Linked DNA regions of Danio rerio: region 1 is linked to region 2. Evidence: chromatin contacts called from public HiCAR-type data. All regions are on one chromosome and are shown on one strand. The core of a region is the stretch at or near the end of the contact, and the rest is flanking DNA. Distances in the headings are between cores, read along the strand shown. Region 1 holds the start of trim37 (tripartite motif containing 37). Region 2 holds the start of rad51c (RAD51 paralog C).

Evidence for each region. HiCAR-type assays count read pairs that join an accessible place to other places.
Region 1: a HiCAR-type map of caudal fin shows a contact between it and region 2, with 7 times the contacts expected there. The contact joins the promoter of trim37 here to the promoter of rad51c in region 2. A contact is called at or near these places in 7 of 18 Hi-C or Micro-C datasets (caudal fin, embryo, fibroblasts and 2 more) and 2 of 4 datasets of contacts at active chromatin or transcription factors (caudal fin and embryo).

What each region holds. Positions count from the first base shown.
Region 1 is chr10:37,852,768-37,859,044 of GRCz12tu, reverse strand. trim37 (tripartite motif containing 37) reads left to right here and starts at 4,525. Exons shown (of 25, transcript XM_009305495.5): 1 at 4,525-4,666; 2 at 5,674-5,755. The coding sequence starts at 5,735. rabgef1 (RAB guanine nucleotide exchange factor (GEF) 1) reads left to right here. Exons shown (of 9, transcript NM_200843.1): 9 at 1-447.
Region 2 is chr10:37,663,902-37,670,169 of GRCz12tu, reverse strand. It overlaps rad51c (RAD51 paralog C), which reads right to left and starts at 5,003. Exons shown (of 9, transcript NM_001006101.1): 1 at 4,527-5,003; 2 at 4,084-4,327; 3 at 3,513-3,670; 4 at 3,250-3,383; 5 at 3,044-3,175. The coding sequence starts at 4,644.

The DNA.
Region 1 (6,277 bases), core at 3,276-5,775, 190 kb before region 2:
GTTTGGTGAAGGAGACATGGAAAATGTGCTGGTGGTCCTCCAGGAACATGGTTGAGAAACACTTACATGATTGGGGGAATGCAGAAGTTTTAGCAACAAACACTATATTTACAAAGACATTTCTTTATTTGCGGATGAAAATGTAGGTGGATTTGCTCGGTTGAATTCATCTAGTGATTTTGTTGTACATAGTCCTTCTTCCTGAAGATGCAAATGACTTTGTTTTGCTTTTGATGTTTTTAGCGTTGCATAAAACAAACTCAAAATGTGATTCAGCTTATTTTGAATACTGTCCCAGCTGTAATTGTAACAGGTACTTGGCAAAACACTATATTCATGTGGAAAATAATGGCTTTCACTCACAGTAATGATAATGATTGATGTCTGTGTGTGATATTTTAACTGAACTGCATTATTTATAATGTAAATAAAAATTGAGGTGTGTCATTTTGCTCTCTGTGCATTATTATAGGATGCACTTACTGACCACTTTGTTAGGTACATCTGTCCAACTGCTTCTTAATGCAAATTTCTAATCAGGCAATCACATGGCAGCAACTCAATGCATTTAGGCATGTAGACATGGTCATGATGATCTGCTGCAGTTCAAATCAAGCATCAGAATGGGGAAGAAAGTGAATTTAAGTGACTTTGAAGTTGGCATGGTTGATTGGCTGGTCTGAGTATTTCAGAAACTGCTGATCGACTGGGATGTTAGGCACAGCCATCTCTAGTGTTTACAGAGAATGGTCAGATAAAGAGAAATTATCCAGTGAGCGGCTCTTCTGTGGGCACAAATGCCTTGTTGATGCCAGAGATCAGAGGAGAATGGCCTGACTGGTTTGAGCTGATAGAAAGGCAACATTAAGTCAAATGACCACTCTTTACAACAGAGGTATACAGAAGAGCATCTCTGACATGTCACCATGTCCAACCTTGAGACGGATGGGCTACAGCAGCAGAAGACCACACCGGGTGCCGCTCCTGTTAGCTGAGAACAGGAAACTGAGGCTACAGTTTGCAGAGGCTCACCAAAATTGGACAATGAAGATTGGAAAACACTGTCTGGTCTGACAAGTCTCGATTTCTAGTGCGGCATTTGAATGGTAGCGACAGAATTTAACACCAACAACTTAGCATGGTTCCCTCCTGTCTTGTATCAACTGTTCAGGCTGTGGGTGGTGGTGTAATGGTGTGGGGGATATTTTCTTGATAACCTTTGGGCCCATTAGTACTAGTTGAGCATTGTGTCAACCTGAGTGTTGTTGCTGACCATGTCCATCCCTTAATGACCACAGTGTACCCATCTTCTGATGGCTAATTTCAGCAGGATAACACACCATATTATAAAGCATGAATCATCTCAGATTGGTTTCTTGAACATGAGTTCACTGTACTCAAATGGCCTCCACAGTCGCCAGAGCTCAATCCAATAGAGCACTTTTGGGGTGTGGTGGAACGGGAGATTCGCATCATGGATGTGCAGCCAACAAATCTGCAGCAACTGCGTGATGCTATCATGGACCAAAATCTCTGAGGATATTTCCAGTAGCTTGTTGAATCTATGCCACAAAGGATTAAGGCAGTTCTGAAGGCAAAAGGGGGTCCAACCTGGTACTCGTAAGGTGTACCTTATAAAGTGGCCATTGAGTGTAAATTGCTCTGTAACACCAAAATATATCAGGAAAGCACAATGCTGACATCTGATGGTAGACTTAATTTACTCAGTGTATGAAAGTCACCATGTTTTAAACTTACAAACAAAAGAACAGGTTTTGGAGGAAGCGTCTTGGTTGTTTTGTAAATCGCAACTAATGTTTGGAACAATGAAGATTATATTATTTCTGAAAATGAAATCAAGTGCTCGCGAATTGCTCCACAGTGTACGAAAGGTGAGGATATATGGAAAAATGCAGATCTGTCAGTCGGATAACTTCAATATCTTTTTAAAATGAGTAGAATTGAGTCGGATTGGGTATAGCCTGAATGTAACTGTTTAATTTGCACAGATGCTCATCAGGGACTTTGAAAATGGCTCATTTGATGAAGCATCAGATCCATAACAGATTTGCAGCCCCACCAAACCTGAGTCTCGTACGATGGTTCGGCTGCACCTGCAGGCCTCCAGAGGCTCCCAGTATAGAATATAGGTCAATGTTTCTCAGGAGACTTACACACTCCATTGGAGATCTTGATTTACTGTGCATACTCTACATTTGGCTCTACATTATTCAGGTAATGTGTGACTTTGATGTTTGTTAGGCTATTTTAGACGTATGATTGTTGATGTATCAGTGATTATTGATGGAAGTAATCGTGGTTGGTGATAAAAGTGCTGTATTTATGCGCATAACCTTATATTAAATCTTCCAATCCGAAAATGTCAAAGGCATATATATATATATATATATATATATATATATATATATATATATATATATATATATATATATATATATATGGTTTCTTGTATAAAGACCCAATTTATACTCTAAATTACAATTATAATTTAATTAATAATTTAAAAAATGTACTTATTATTAGTCATTTTAATCTCATTGGTATTTGTTTCCTTCAATTAATATATTTTAAGAATATTACTATATTTCAATATTAATATATATGTGAGCTGTATTAATCATACATTTTGTGTACTTTTTTATAATTAACTCAATTATTAGATTTATTTTGATTTGTTCAAATCAAAATGGTGTGTGTTTGTTGATTTAATTAAATGTGATATGTGACATACACTATGGCCAATTTAGCCTATTTAATTCACCTATAGCGCATGTGTTTGGAAACCGGAGCACCTGGAATAAAACCCACACCAACACGGAGAAAACATTCAAACTCCACACAGAAATGCCAACTGACCCAGCCGTGGCTTGAACCAGCGACCTTCTTGCTGTGATGCGACAGTGTTAACCGCTGCGCCGCCCTGTAATGCTTTTCCTTCAAACAATTTCTTGGACCACTGTATGAAAACCCCTCATATTCATTCATTCATTTTACTTCGGCTTAGTTCCTTTATTCATCAGGAGTCGCGACAGTGGTATGAACCGCCAACTTCATCCAGCATATGTTTTTTTACACAGCTGTGCTTTTTTATGCAACTACTAAATTTACTAACCACATAAAAAATAAAATAAATGATTAATTTATAAATGATAATAGTCTATCTTGAACTTAAAAATGGAAAATAAAGTTCCATAAAAAGATAAATGAATATTTTAATAAGCATTCTGAATTTGCCAGATTGATATTGCAACTGTATTAAAGCCACAATTCAATTCAATTGATAAATTATAAATAATATGATGAATTTAAATAAGCATAAATACGTCTTAGACCAGTGGCTCAGTAGGTAGTGCTGTGATGTCGCCTCACAGCAAGAAGGTTGCTGGTTCGAGCCTAGGCTAGGTTACTAGGCGTTTCTGTGTGGCGTTTGCATGTTCTACAGGTGGTACATGTGGTACAGGTGAATTGGGTAGGCTAAATTGTCCGTAGTTTACGAGTGTGAATGAGTGTGTCTGGATGTTTCCCAGAGATGGGTTGCGGCTGGAAGCGCATCTCCTGCGTAAACGTGCTGGATAAGTTGTCGGTCCATTCTGCTGTGGCGACCCCGGATTAATAAAGGGACTAGGCCAAAAAGAAAATGAATGTATGAAATACGCCTTAATTATGAAAATGGAAAAAAATGTTACAACAGTTACACAAAACATTTAGTCGTTTTAATAAAAAATAGATTTTTTATTATTGCAAAAATGCATGACTACACTCACTCAAACTTATTTTTGCTGCTTGTTAAAACTAATTATTTGACAATAGGCTGAATCAACACAATTCTTGAGGTTTTTTGGGACAACTTAATTTTGTTCCATCATTCATTTCTTTTCCTTAGTCCATTTATTTATCGTGGGTCACCACGTTAATTTATTGTGGGTCGCCACAGTGAAATGAACTGCCAACTTACATGTGTTTTATTACACAGCAAATTCCCTTCCAGCTGCAACCCAGTACTGGAAAACACCAATACTCTCTCATTCACACACACACACACACACACACATACACTACGTACAATTTAACTTACCCAATTCACCTGTACCGCATGTTTTTGGACTGTGGCGGAAACCGGAGCACCCGGAGGAAACCCACGCCAACACGTGGAGAACATGCAAACTGACCCAGCCGGGACTCGAACCAGCGACCTTCTTGCTGTAAGGTGACAGTGCTAACAGTGCTTTATTATTATTTATGCATTTATTTAAATGTAATATAAACTACAATGTAAAAATATAGATACTAAAAAAAGCGTTAAAGAAGCGAAATTAAACACTCGTGATTTAAATATTTAATATTGGCGCTTTCATGCAGGCGTGTCAATTCGCAAACTGCACCGCCTACTTTAAACTCACCTTTATGATTGGCTAATGCTTATACTTTCGGCTACCAAACATGCATTCGATTGGTGGATACGGTCTCCCATGGTGACTGACACGGTCTCCCATGGTGACTGGCATTGACATATAGGCGCTATTCGCTGCTTGCTGCTAGTCCATAAACAAGCAGTCCGATGTTGAAACACCCGGTTTAAAAACACTAAACCAGTAGCGTTTGATGCAGACATCTGCAGTGACTGGTTCGAGGGTGACATTAAAAGGTAAATGCGTGTTTATAGATTTGATGATTTTTCTGCTTGGTGAGTTTGGACCAGCTAGCTTGCTAAAATGCTAACCTGCGCTACCTCACCTGCTTGTATGCACCGTTTTTGTTTTATTATAACCGCTTATAATTCATTTCTTTTCCTCTATGCATTTGGTATTAGACGATGAGCTGGCACGAGCAAATTTGTCTTAATAAATATGCTGAAATATGATGCCTTCATGCATGTTTAATCAATAACGGGCTTGTTTTGAGACGAACTGCTCGTTATGTTGCACGTGTGTGTTATTTAAACGTATATAAGTGAATCCATTCATATGAAAGCGTGTATATGGTGATTGTGTGCTTTATAAAGTCATGCAGGCCTCTAGTTGGTGTTGACAGATGTATCCTGCAGCAGTTCATTCAATATATATTTATTTGATCGTGTGATTTGGTCATATAGAGTCATATATATATATATATATATATATATATATATATATATATATATATATATATATATATATATAGTAAAGTTTGTAAAGATTATTACTATATTCTGTCACTAATCACGTCAAAGCCTGCATTATCAAACTTATTGATTACAATCTGCTGTGTTGTATTCTCCATGAATGAAATATGAGTATCTGAATGTTTCTTGCTGTCTGTTTTTACTGCAGTGAAGGCACCAAGATTCTCCCATCAGGTTTATTTAGCTGTTTATTGGTCAACCCTTTCATATGAAAGCGTGTATATGGTGATTGTGTGCTTTATAAAGTCATGCAGGCCTTTAGTTGGTGTTGACAGATGTATCCTGCAGCAGTTCATTTAATATATATTTCTTTGATTGTATGATTCATAGAGTCATATATAGTGAAGCTTATACAGATTAATTCTATATTCTGTCACTAATCATTTTAAACTCTGCATTGTGAAACTTATTGATGGCAATCTGCTGTGTTGTATTCTTCATGAATGAAATATGAGCATCTGAATGTTTTCTGCTGTCTGTTTTTACTGCAGTGAAGGCACCAGGATTCTCCCATCAGGTTTATTTGGCTGTTTGGAAGTAAACCTGGCTGAGATGGATGAGCAGAGTGTTGAGGTGTGTTTACGGTGTTCTGTGTGTGTTTTATATAAACAGACATCAAGGTGCTTTTGGTTTGGAGGATTGTGTTTAACCCAAACATGAAATGTCTACTATTTATTTCTTATTCCATGGAACACAAACGTTGAAATTATGTGGAATATCAAGTTCAGCTTTTGCTTTTGCACTGTGTAAAGAAGATTGTAGACTTAGTGAAAATCTGCTAATTATTGTAAATATGGAGAAACGATTTTAAACAGTTTTTCACCATTTTTAAAATCTACTTTGAAGTATTTTTGTAATTAGAGACAATAAAACAGATTTGTGCTTCAAAACTACCCATTTCCCTTTATTTATATATATATATATATATATATATATATATATATATATATATATATATATATATATATATAATAAAATATATATTTTTTGTTTTTGCAAAAGTCAGCAAATATGTGACATCAATAAATTGTACCAATATAGATGCAAATAAAATGTAGTTCTTTGAATTGGTCTATCATTGATTTTGTGTTTTTC
Region 2 (6,268 bases), core at 3,754-6,253:
TAAGTTTCATACATCTGAATTTTTTACAACTTTTTTTATTTACAACTTTGTGCGTTCGCAATGTTTTAGTATGAATTCATCGCAAGTCTTCGTGCATGAAGCCCCTGAACATGGGCCCTCCAGGACCGAGTTTAGACACCCTTGATATAAGGGTTCAACTATATCAATTCTTTCAATTTTTTGGTACTTTTTCACTGAACCGTAACATGAATAAAACAAACAAAATCGTCTTTTAGTTCCCCAGTCCAGACTAAAATGCAACTGGGACAGATCCTTTTCTGTGGCTGTACTGCGCTTGTGGAACAATCTGCCCCATGAGATTAGAATGGCACCATCACTATCTACATTTAAATTACTTTTAAAAACATACCTTTTCCGTCTGGCCTATTAATATCATAATAATAGTTTTGTCGATTGTTTTTTTTCTAATTATATAACTGTTTTTTTCTTGGTTTGATTTCTATGTTTTTATAATTTTCGCTATATTTTTTACTAAATATCTTAAGTACAGCACTTTGGTCAGTTTTTAAATGTGCTTTATAAATAAATGAACTTGAATGAAACACATCCTGTTTGTGTGTGACATGGCAAAAATTAACTATTAATAATGTCCTGGAGGGCTGGTGTCCAGCTGAGTTTAGCTCTAATTTGCTTCAACACACCTGCCAGGACGTTTCTAGTATATCTAGTAAAGCTGCAGTCACACTAGAATTTGAGCTGGTGAAATTCAGTAGTACGGCGCTGTGAAAAGTGACGGGATTAAACAATAGCGATTGGTCCATGTTTTAAATTTCTGTTCAGAGAGGTCATGTTTTTATCCTCGATTGATCTCACGCAGTCAAGTGATGTGATTTCACAGGTCAGAGTTCTTGAACAAAGCTTGAACATTGCAACGCGGCGAACTGAGAAACTTGTCACATGAGGTTGCGTTTCCGGTCTGACACGATCGCGTGCGTAGGAATAAAAGTCTATAGGGAGAAAAGTGCATAATACCTTAATTAGCTGGTTCAGGTTTGTTTGATTAGGGTTGGAGCTAAACTCTCCAGGACACTGGCCCTCCAGGACCAAGTTTGGATACCTCTGTCATAGTCCCTTTTCACATAATGTCATGCAGAGCCCAGTTTCACTCCACGCAGTTTATCTTTACTTCCCATAGAGAATTAACCAAGTCAGCTGTATATTTACTACAGATATGATTAGATTGTCACTACGGCTGCATTTTAATTATAAGATTAAAATGCAGTTTTGATAAATTATTTGTAACTTATTAATTAGGATAAAAAGTATACAGATATTAAATTAAAATCACCCAGTAGGTGGTGGCAGGACACTATATAAAGGTTTAATTCATTCATTCAAACTGAAAAAAAAAAACATTTATGTATCAGTAAATGAGAAATGATTAAATATTTCTAGATTAATTACTTACCAGATAATATGAGAAAATCTAATAAAGAATTTTACTCATGCTGGAACATTTAAATAACAAGCAGCATCAAGGTAAAAATAAATCCATTATAGAGGAAATAAATTGAAATATTAAGTGAGAAGTTTGCAAACATATAATTTTTTGATAAACAATAACTTATTTCTATTCTTAATTACTTAATAATTTTAAAACTCAGAAAGCAGCTCAGTATTGAAAGAGAAACATTTGGACACATGCCCATAACTGTAATAGTCTTAAATCACAACGTGCATTGTTAATATTTTCAGTTGTAAATTTTCCAGAGAAGTCTCCCATTCATTCGAAGGTAAACCGGAACTAAAAATACACTGCGTTGTCGATAGGGGGAAGTGAAGTGACGTCATTGTGAAAAGGGTCTATTGTTGGACACTTCATATGGTGCTATTTATTTTGTAATGAATAATATATTTTTGTTCTCCATGACATGTCGTACTTGTTGGACATTTTCAATAAATAGGAGTGTCACACCAAAAGAACAACAAAAATGTGAAAAATACCAAGGTTAAAACTAAACAGGTGCATGTCATGGGTTTCATGTACAAGATCTTGAATAGGGGTCCTTCAACTAATTATATTTTTTAGTGGGATTCCCCAATTTAAAATAAGCATATATCACGTCACGCCAGAGGACATGGTTTTTAGTGACAATATAATCAGTTCCTATCTTTTTGGAAATACATGGATTAAAAAAATAATGATTGTGATTTACTAAAATAGCCACTTGTAAAATTCAGGCCGGGGGCATTTATCAATGGTTTTACAATTTTACTTTTAATTTTACGATTGTATTATTATTATTTATTAGAAAATAAATATGAATATACCTATATTATAATAAAATATTTATTATTAATTTAATATTATTTAATTATTTATATTTATAATTGATATAATTTTTTATTTTTATTTATATAAATTAGTATTAACTATTAATATAAACAAATTACATTACTTATATATTATCTAATTATTTAAATGTATTAATATTAATAAAAAATATCTAAACTTACAGTAAAAAAGTAAGTAAATAGTAAAAGTGTACATATATGTAAAATACATTTATAATATTAATATAAATTACTTTGTGATAAATTACTTTGAAGGCAGCATGGTGGCTCAGTGGTTAGCACTGTCGCCTCACAGCAAGAAGGTTGCTGGTTCAAGTCCCGACCGTGTTCATGTAGGTCAGGCATGTCCAAACTCGGTCCTGGAGGGCAGGTGTCCTGCAAAGTTTAGTTCCAACCCCAATCAGACACACCTGGCCTAGCTAATCAAGCTCTTACTAGGCTTTCTAAAAACATCCTTGCAAGTGTGTTGAGGCAAGCTGGAGCTAAAATCTGCAGGACACCGGCCCTCCAGGACTGAACTTAATTGTCCATAGTGTATGAGTGTGTGTGTGAATTAGTGTGTATGGGTGTTTCCCAATACTGGATTGTGGCTGAAAGGGCATCCACTGCATAAAACATATACTGGAATAGTTAGCAGTTCGTTCCACTGTGGCAACCTCTGAAATAGAGACTAAGTCGAAGGAAAATGAATGAATGAATGATAAATTAATCCTGTTTTAAATAGTACCGCCACTCTGTGTTGTGTAGCTAGTTGGATGAGCTGCTGGGCAAGGCCGTTCAGGAGGCGGGTCCTCTGAGAAAGATCCTCAAAGTCATGCCGGAATGGGAAGGCGATGCTGTCAATCACTACTAACCGCACCTGTGATTGGATAAGATATCAGCTATAAACATGTAAACAGCAGTGATGTCCCTGTGCTGACAGAGATTTGTTACCTCAGGGTGCTCAGACAGGAAGTCAGGTAGGAGGTAAACCTCCGCTAACAGCTCTACATAGTCATGGCAACGCACCAAGAAGAGGTTAGAGAGGATCTTCTCCACATTAAGTTCCTCCAGAGCTCCTTTCTGTTCTAAAAGGAGAGTCAAAGACAGATTATTAGGCACATTTGTATATATTTGCGTCATAATTCTAATGAAACGGGAAGGTGACGCTCATCAGTATTGTGACTTATCAGCATTGTTCCCTCCTCAAATCAGACCTGTATCCTCTGCTAGGAGGGTGCAGTGTTGAACGGCTGCCTCTGCCATATCAGCAACCCGCTGCACCAAAAAACTGCCTTCTGTGTCGATATACAGCGCCTTTCCTCCCAGACCTCCAAAACACACAGGAATCTGCACATCCACAGCCAGCTGCATGCTTTACAATGCGGGAATACAACAGCACATGAAACTACAGTAAGCTACATGTTTTCAAGGTCAAATTGAGTTTCAAGGACAATTTACTCAGTTTACTTAACCTAAAGTTTCTTAGAGTTTCTTTATTCTGTTGACCAAAAAATATATATTTTGAAGAAAGCTAAAAACCTGTAGACAATTCATAGTTTTAGTTTTTTTTCTTCCATGAATGTCAGGCTGTGGCTACAGGTTTTTAGCTTTCTTCAAAATATATATTTTTGGTCAACAAAATTAAATAAAATAAATCACAGGTTTGAAAGCACTTTAGAGTGAGATTCACCTTGAAACAAGTAAAGAATGACTAAATTTTCAGTTTTAAGTGAACTATCCCTTTAAGATGCACCAACACAACTCATAATCCATTTCTTTTCATACCAAAGCTGAGTCTTTCCGACCCCAGGGGCCCCACAGATCTCGGTGGTCTTTCCCACAGGCACGCCTCCGCCAATAGCATCATCTAGACCAGAGCAGAAGGTCACTATGCTGCCCAGAGTTTGCTCCTGGTGCAGGAGATCCAGTGCCGTTACGCCGTCTGCTGCTGCCCTCTGCTGTTGAGGCTGAGCATCATCTCTCAACATCTGCAGCAGCTCCACTGCCTCCTCTTGAGAAATACCTGCCTCTGCAAAACAAAGTTTTAGAAGAGTATTATTTGCAAATTCTAAATGGAGAAATCATATTACCAGCCAATCAAAGTAACAGTCAAAGTACAACGTGTTATCAATTAGTGCAAATGTTGTTTTGAAGTCATACATGCGATTTCAGAGCAAATATTCAAAGTTTTCCTCAATGTTTTACTGCTGTAAATATAAATAAGTTGCCTTTGCAGAGCTGAAGAGGCCTCATGTCTGTCAGGTCTGAAGCCGCTTGGAAACCCGCATTGATGAGCTTCACCTTCACCGACGGCGCCAGAGGGAGACTCGGTACAGTCCTGTGCATTTCCAAAACTAGTGTCCACAAAGACAAAAAACAGCCTCAAATGCAGATTAAGACCCCAGACTGTCGGTTAGTACTGATGACAGACAGTTTTAGCCAAACTAAAAGTTTTAGCCGCCTTTGGATGAATTCTTTCAAAGCTTCTGTCAGCAAGGTAACGTTAACGTAAATACAAGTTTTTACTTTTAAACGCGTACAATATAATCTTTAATGAATTGCTATACCGTGGAATATTTATGTCAAATAAAAACAAGCATAAATCATTCACTTTAAACTGATATTTCGCCATAAATATATGTCTTCTTTTTGATCATCCCTCCAAAACAAGACACGACGACTCTTGTTAGGGGAAAATGCTCTTCAAAATAAAAGTCTCAGTAAGACGCCATTTATAGTTTAGTGTACGAGGGCTACTGTTGGTTTCAATAGTTGGTTCTAATAATAATGTGACGAATCTATGAAAAGTCCACTGTGCACATGGAAAAGCCTTTTTTTATTTACTTTCTACAATTATACTACTGACAGTGATATTTTACAGGATAAAACCACAAACCACAGTCCACAAACATTATTTATTCTACAAATGTTGGAGCAATATTTTACTATACATTTATTAAATTTAATGCTGACATGTTATAACTTTTTTTGTGTATAGTGTATTGTTAACTTATAAAATATATTTAGAGGTTTAGTTCACAAAAAGAACATTAATTCACCCTCAAATGGTACTAAATTTTCATACATTTATTTTGTTTGACACAAAAGAAAACATTTTGAAGTAAGCTAAAAACTGTAACCACTGACTTCCAATTTAGGTCAAATATTATGAAAAATAAATGGTTTCAGGTTTTCAACATTTTTGTAGTTATCTTCTTTAAAAGAATTAACAATATAACAGTAAGAAATAACAATTGTGTTTAACAGAAGAAAAAAACTCTTAAATGTTCGAAACAAATAAAGGGTTAGTAAATTATGACAAAAGTTTCTTGTTTGGGTGAACTGTCTTTTTATTATATAAAATCTAGTATAAATTAATTTTAGCCAGTTTCCAAGGAAATGGCGCATATTTCCATTTATCAATTCATTTATTTTCTTGTCGGCTTAGTCCCTTTATTAATCTGGGGTCGCCACAGTGGAATGAACCGCCAACTTATCCAGCAACTTTTTACACAGCAGATGCCCTTCCAGTCGCAACCCATTTCTGGGATACATCCACACAGACACACACACTCATACACTACGGACAATTTAGCCTACCCAATTCACCTGTACCGCATGTCTTTGGACTGTGGGGGAAACCAGAGCACCCGGAGGAAACCCACGCGAACGCAGGGAGAACATGCAAACTCCGCACAGAAACGCCAACTGAGCCGAGGCTTGACCCAGCGACCTTCTTGCTGTGAGGTGACAGCACTACCTACTGCGCCACTGCCTCGCCCATATTTCCATTTAGTTAACATAATTTTCAAAAATAACAAAAGCTGTTAATGATTAGAACTAAAAACCTAATACTATATAATACAATATATAGCCATTAGAAAAATGTAAAAATGACACCAAATGTGTCTATAACTTTAAATACACAAAGTAAAATATAAAAATAAAGTCATCAATATTTATTTTTTTC